2 separate regions of the Sus scrofa genome follow, and region 2 is linked to region 1. The links are chromatin contacts, called in public HiChIP or PLAC-seq maps. All regions are on one chromosome and are shown on one strand. The core of a region is the stretch at or near the end of the contact, and the rest is flanking DNA. Distances in the headings are between cores, read along the strand shown.

What was found. HiChIP or PLAC-seq counts read pairs in DNA pulled down with a chosen protein or histone mark.
Region 2: an H3K27ac HiChIP or PLAC-seq map of alveolar macrophages shows a contact between it and region 1. The contact joins two enhancer-like sites. A contact is called at or near these places in 1 of 5 promoter capture datasets (liver), 4 of 47 Hi-C or Micro-C datasets (alveolar macrophages, embryonic fibroblasts, mesenteric adipose tissue and 1 more) and 1 of 2 datasets of contacts at active chromatin or transcription factors (alveolar macrophages).

Annotation. Positions count from the first base shown.
Region 1 is chr2:134,666,621-134,669,477 of Sscrofa11.1, reverse strand. SLC22A5 (solute carrier family 22 member 5) reads right to left here. Exons shown (of 14, transcript XM_021085423.1): 2 at 484-587. Among named protein-coding and RNA genes, the nearest start is that of SLC22A5, 7.3 kb to the right of the region's middle. Within about 2 kb of position 1,462, at least 3 of the 83 cell types and tissues checked have an H3K27ac peak or open chromatin away from gene starts, as enhancers often do. A contact at or near this core is called in alveolar macrophages, where this site is marked.
Region 2 is chr2:135,130,518-135,133,374 of Sscrofa11.1, reverse strand. No RefSeq gene overlaps it. Among named protein-coding and RNA genes, the nearest start is that of SOWAHA, 7.3 kb to the left of the region's middle. Within about 2 kb of position 1,469, at least 8 of the 83 cell types and tissues checked have an H3K27ac peak or open chromatin away from gene starts, as enhancers often do. A contact at or near this core is called in alveolar macrophages, where this site is marked.

The sequences.
Region 1 (2,857 bases), core at 213-2,712:
TAAAGGGTGTCAGCCCTGTGAACACAAGAGTTCTGCCCATCACGCTGCTACTGGCCACTGAGCTCTCCTCTCACCTGGATGGGAGAGCGAGGGCCTGGGGAACATGGAAGCGGTCAGCCACGGGGCACCCCAAGATCTACAACAGCGCTCACGTGCACGTGTGTGGAGTCCATCTCTCCTAGGCTCCAAGACATGAAAGAGTTATGCTCTTGAAGAGAAGGCCGGCCAGCCAGTGTAGAGGAGAAGTGGGGCGTATTTCCTGGTCAACTAGATCATGGATACACTTGGCTGAGGTCGTTCTGCTCAGCAAGTGTTAGGGAGAGGAGCTTGCTGGTTTTTTTTGCCTGGTATGGAGTGTATACCTTTTTAAAAATACAAGGCTCTGGGCCTTCCCTTTTTAAAAATACAAGGCTCTGGGCGGAGACACTACCTTGCTCAGGGCTGGGGTCCCCTGCAGCTGCAGGAGATAGACAGCCACCTTACCTGTCTGAGAGCTGCCCCGAAATGAAGGAGCCCACCAGCACACCCCCGAAAAACAAGGAGATCGTGAGCGGGGCCTTCCAGTCGTCCTCACACACCAGGTTCCACTGAAAGAGGAGCAGAGGGATGTATCACTCACTTCTTTTAAAAAATGTTTTAAATGTAAGGCTTCTTGTTGAATGAAATTGGAATATCCTGCCTCCCCACACGCTCTCTTTACACCACCGCAAGGGTGTGTGAGCTCACTGAGGCAAGTGAAGGCTCATCAGGTGACGAGGCAGAAAGCAGGGGTCTCCTTGCAGGGAGACTGGCCTTGCTCGCCTTCCTATTTGTAAGAGCTTTTAGCTCCACTATTTTGCTACCAATTCAAGGAGGGGAGAAAGGCAGGGAGTAAATATTTCACCTATGTACCAATTCAGAAGGAGGTGAGGTCTCTCACGGTTGCTCTTAAGGATGTGGGCTGAGCCCAGGACTGTGGGCTCATTTCATTGGGGATTAGGCCATTGGCAGGGATGGCACAGGAGCGGTTCTGGAGCAGGGCTCAGTGGCTCTAAGAGTCAAGGCATCCAGCGAAGGTCTGAGGCCAGAGAGCATGGTATGTACCATCTGAATCTGTTCCTTCAGCTCTGCTCAGGCCCTAACTCTGGGCCAATGACTCTTGGGTCCTTCTGCTGACATTTAGAGCTGGGATCCTGGATGCTGCGCCAACACTAGGCCCAATGACAGCCAACAGCTCTGAACAAGGAGTTAAGAAACTGAGTTTTAACTTCTACCCTACTGTCATTCCACCTTAGACAAGCTCTTTCCCCTCGTTGTGCCTTAATTTCCCCATTTGCGAAACAGTGATTCAGACAGGGAATGGGCCGCAGTGCTTGAGTTTCTCAGGACCCAATGTGGAGCTCCATCCACAGTCAGCATGGAGAGGTCTGTGGGTGGGGAACCACCTGAACACTCAGACATTAGATTATTCCAGCCTAACAAGGGCCAAAAGAAGGAAGAAAAACCAAAACAGGAAGCTTGGTGGTTCCCAGAAAGATGTTTCCCAGAAGAGAGAGATGGCGCTCAGCAGTAATCAAGAAGGCCACCTTCCCGGGAAATTAGACCCTGGCTTGTCTGGTGCCAGAAAGTGAGCCTGCCCTCCATAGAGCCTGCATCTCTTCCAGGCCAGACCCAGAGAGAAAAAACCAGTCTGTTTCTGGGCCCAGCTGGGCAGTGTGTGCACATAGCCTCCAGGCATCTTAGAGGGGGTCAGAGGGCAGCCCTCAGGGTGGACATGAAGTACCGTCGCAGCCGATGATAAGGATCACTCAGCCACACAGCTGGCTCTCTGCTCTAGAACAATCGTGTACCTTGGATGGCCCGAGGATGGGGTGCTGATCCCCAGTGCAGGGAAAAGGCGGGGGTCACCAACTCCTAAATCTAGAGGAAGCCCAGTCTGGCAGGAGACAGGCAAAGAGCACCACGGCCTGAATGGTCAGGCTATGCGAGCCTTCCCACCTCTGCAGCCTCAGAGTGCTCCTAGGGCAGCCCCTGCCTGGACACAGCTGCTGAAGTCAGGATGGGAGTGGCAAGGGAGGCAGAGCTGAGGGACTAGGTGATAGGGTGCCAGCCTCTGCTGTCAGGCAGAGCTTCAGGGCCAGATTAAGGCTATTGCCACTTTTGAATATGATGGGAACTATTCCCAGCTAGCATGCATTACTAATAATCAAAAGATAATCAAAATGAAGAGAATTAGCAGCTGCTTCCCAATAGGTCTGTCATGAGGGTTAGGGACTGATATAGCTGAAATACTGGATGGGACGTCCACAGGGGTTTCTGCAATGAGTCGTGGGGTAGAACTATCCCCAGCCTCACACCACGTCAAGTCTCTCCATATAGGCTTCTAGGGACTTCTGGACTGGCAAGGCCAGGTGCCACCTGGAACCAGGTCAGTCTATGCTCTGCAGGAAACAAGGTGCCTGTAGCACCTCTTGGGAAAGGTCCCCAGAGCATCTCTCCGGCTCCCACAGCCTCATTCCCACCACCTGGACCTTACTCAGGCAAGTGGGTAACTACCTGAAGTCACTGCGGTCTCTATCCACCACTGACATGTCTTTTCTTATTTTTCTTTTTTTGTCTTTTTGTCTTTTTAGGGCTGCATCCACAGCATATGGAGGTTCCCAGGCTAGGGGTTGAATTGGAGCTGTAGCCACTGGCCTACACCACAGCCCCAGCAATGTGGGATCTGAACTGCATCTGCGACCAACACCACCGCTCACAGCAATGCCAGATCCTTAACTCAGTGAGTGAGGCCAGGGATTGAACCCACGTCCCCATGGATGCTAGTCGGGTTCGTTAACCGCTGAGCCACAATGGGAACTCGCCAACATTTCTTAAT
Region 2 (2,857 bases), core at 220-2,719, 460 kb before region 1:
GGGGTCTTTTTAGGGCTGCACCTGAAGCATGTGGAGGTTCCCAGGCTAGGGGTCCAATCGGAGCTGTAGCCACCAGCCTATGCCAGAGCCAGAGCAACGCCAGATCTGAGCTACGTCTGCAACCTACACCACAGCTTACAGCAATGCCAGATCCTTAACCCACTGAGCGAGGCCAGGGATCGAACCTGCAACCTTGTGGTTCCTAGTCGGATTCATTAACCACTGAGCCATGATGGGAACTCCTGCTTGGACTTTTGTTCTGCCCCCTCTCTCTCTGAGGGGAGGAGGAAGGAGATTTCCCTGTTAAAGATCATTATTAATTTATGTAGTTTGAACTCATTCTGACCGTGATCCCTGAGAATAGACAAGGGATTAAATACTTTGCTTGTACCGAATTGCTGATACAAGCGAAGTTTATTGACAGCGCTTTACAGGCTCCGGGCTCTGAGCTTTACAAAGAATTGTGCCTCAGGTCAGAGTTAATAATTGGCGGAGCCCAAACTGGAGCCCCAGGCTGTCCGATTCCAAAGCCTGTGCTCATTTACTGTGCAAAATTAGATCACCATCACTTAAAATGGATGTTTTGGATGCTCAATCAACAAAGAAGGGGAGAAAGTCCTCAGATAAAAATCTGGCTTAAACTTTTCTACCTTTGCATCTGCACATCTTCCGCTTTACTATTTTAAGTGATTAGCTTATGCTTTGAGCAAATATTAGGATGAGGATGCCAGTGACATCCAGTTCCCCAGGCTGCTTTTAAATCTGGGTGCCCTGCTGCCAGTGAGGCCATTGAATCAATTTTTCCAGTGACCCAGCAGTTTGCCCGTAAACATTAGGAAAATCAAATAGAGAATGATATTTATAGCAAGGGTAAAATTCTATAATGTGTCTTGAACACTGAGAGAGAGAGCAATAGGCAGGACATTTTGTTCCTGTCTCATTAACTTAAATCTGGAGGCGGTCAGGCTAGAAGGAGGCCCTTTGCATGTTCAAAGCCATATTGTTAAAGAAATAAAAAATTAAAGCCCTCTACAACTATATTATATTTTTGTGTTACGTGGTTATGTTATATTACATTGCCTGTTCCATCCGACACTCTTCTCTGAACCCCAGGCCTGAGCCCCGCAGAGAGCCATAGAGGATGCTTTATGTTTGCAACTGCCTGCTGGCCCCTCCCATTAGGCTTAGCCCACCACAGCCTGCCTCCTCTGCCCCCTGCCGTCTCACCAATGCCTAGTTATCTAGAAGGAGGAGGATGAGTGTCTGGGGCCCCAGTGGGCAGGAGCTCCAGGGACACGAGGGGGATGGGCTGCTCAGAACGGCTGTAAAGGGACTTTGTCCACATATCAAGCTTTTGCAGTCATGACTTCTGGAACAAATCATGTTTTGTTCTTGCTTACCAGCCCAGGGGAAGCAAGAGGGGCCTCTTTTTTTCCTCATGCCTCTAAGTTGTGAAGCCCAGTCCTCTCTGAGGTCAAAGGGACTTTTCTTTATTTCTAAATCTTAGTGACACATGTCAGAGCCTTTGCCTCTGTTATAAACTGAGTTTTCCTATCTGTGAGTCAGTTTTCAGGCTGCTTCTTTGATTCCTCAGATGGTTGCTTGCTTGCTAGGTAGGGAACAGGGGAGTTGGTCCCTGGAGACCTGGAAAGGTCCATGGTGTCCTGGCCAGGTGAAGCATGAGGACATCCTTGGCTGCCTTCAGTCATCCATTCTTGGCCTGTTTTATTTTCATAGATTAGTTATGACCTAAAAGATTTTCTTTTGCGGTGGGGTGGGGGGGGAGTTCCCATTGTGGTGCAGTGGAAATGCATCCAACTAGGAACTATGAGGTTATGGGTTCGATCCCTGGCCTCGCTCAGCGGGTTAAGGATCTGCCATTGATGTGAACTGTGGTGTAGGTTGCAGATGTGGCTCGGAGCTGCCGTAGCTATGACTGTGGCGCAGGCCGGTAGCTACAGCTCTGATTAGACCCCTAGCCTGGGAACCTCCATATGCCTCGGGTGTGGCCCTAAAAAGCAAAAAAAATTTTTTTTTACCCCCAGAGGGACATTATGGGTCTTTTACTTGGGTCAGTGTCTATGTTAGGAGGGCTTAGTTTGAGGGGCCTGCGAACTGCTGTTCTAACCATTTCCTTAATCGTAGAGTCCCTACCTGGGTCAGGATGGACCAATCAGCAAGCCATGACGGTTACCCGTTCAGATGGGCTTGGGGATGACAGTACCAAACATTTGGCCCTGTGAAATCCCCAGCAGCACCTGGCTTTAGAGATGGACAAGGAGAAATAGCTCAGCTCTTTCCTAAACGCCTGTGGTACTGGTACACCCTGTGTAACTTGCCTTCCATTCAGCATCCTGGGTAAAGGTGCAAAGAATCCTTTCATGTCAGTTTCTCCAGCTTCCTGTTCAGTGTTTCTAAGAGCTCAGTAAGGGAAAGCTCAGAATAGGATACTTTGAAGCAAGTTATACAAAAGACTGCAAGGTTGATTGAGACCCTTCCTTCTGGAGGGCGTGTTGGGGAGGAGTCTAGCTGAGGTCTGCCTAACTGAGGGAGCTGCCCAGGTGGGAGGGGAGGGGGGCAGGCAGCCAAAGGGCTGGTTTCAGGTCCTCAGAAGATCTGCTTGCCTGCTGCTTTGAGACTATCCGCTAAGTAAATATCAAACAATTTTATTAACAGTCCCCAGAGTAATAACTGGTGACATTGAACGATAAGCAAAAAGCAGGAAGATGAACTGTACTTCTCAGGTTGTGTGGTCTGGCCAAGAACTCATCAACAGTACTGGTTTTTCTTACCTGACTAAACATCAATAAATTACTAGCAGCGCTAGATGAAAACTTGGATGGTTTAGGTCTCTTTT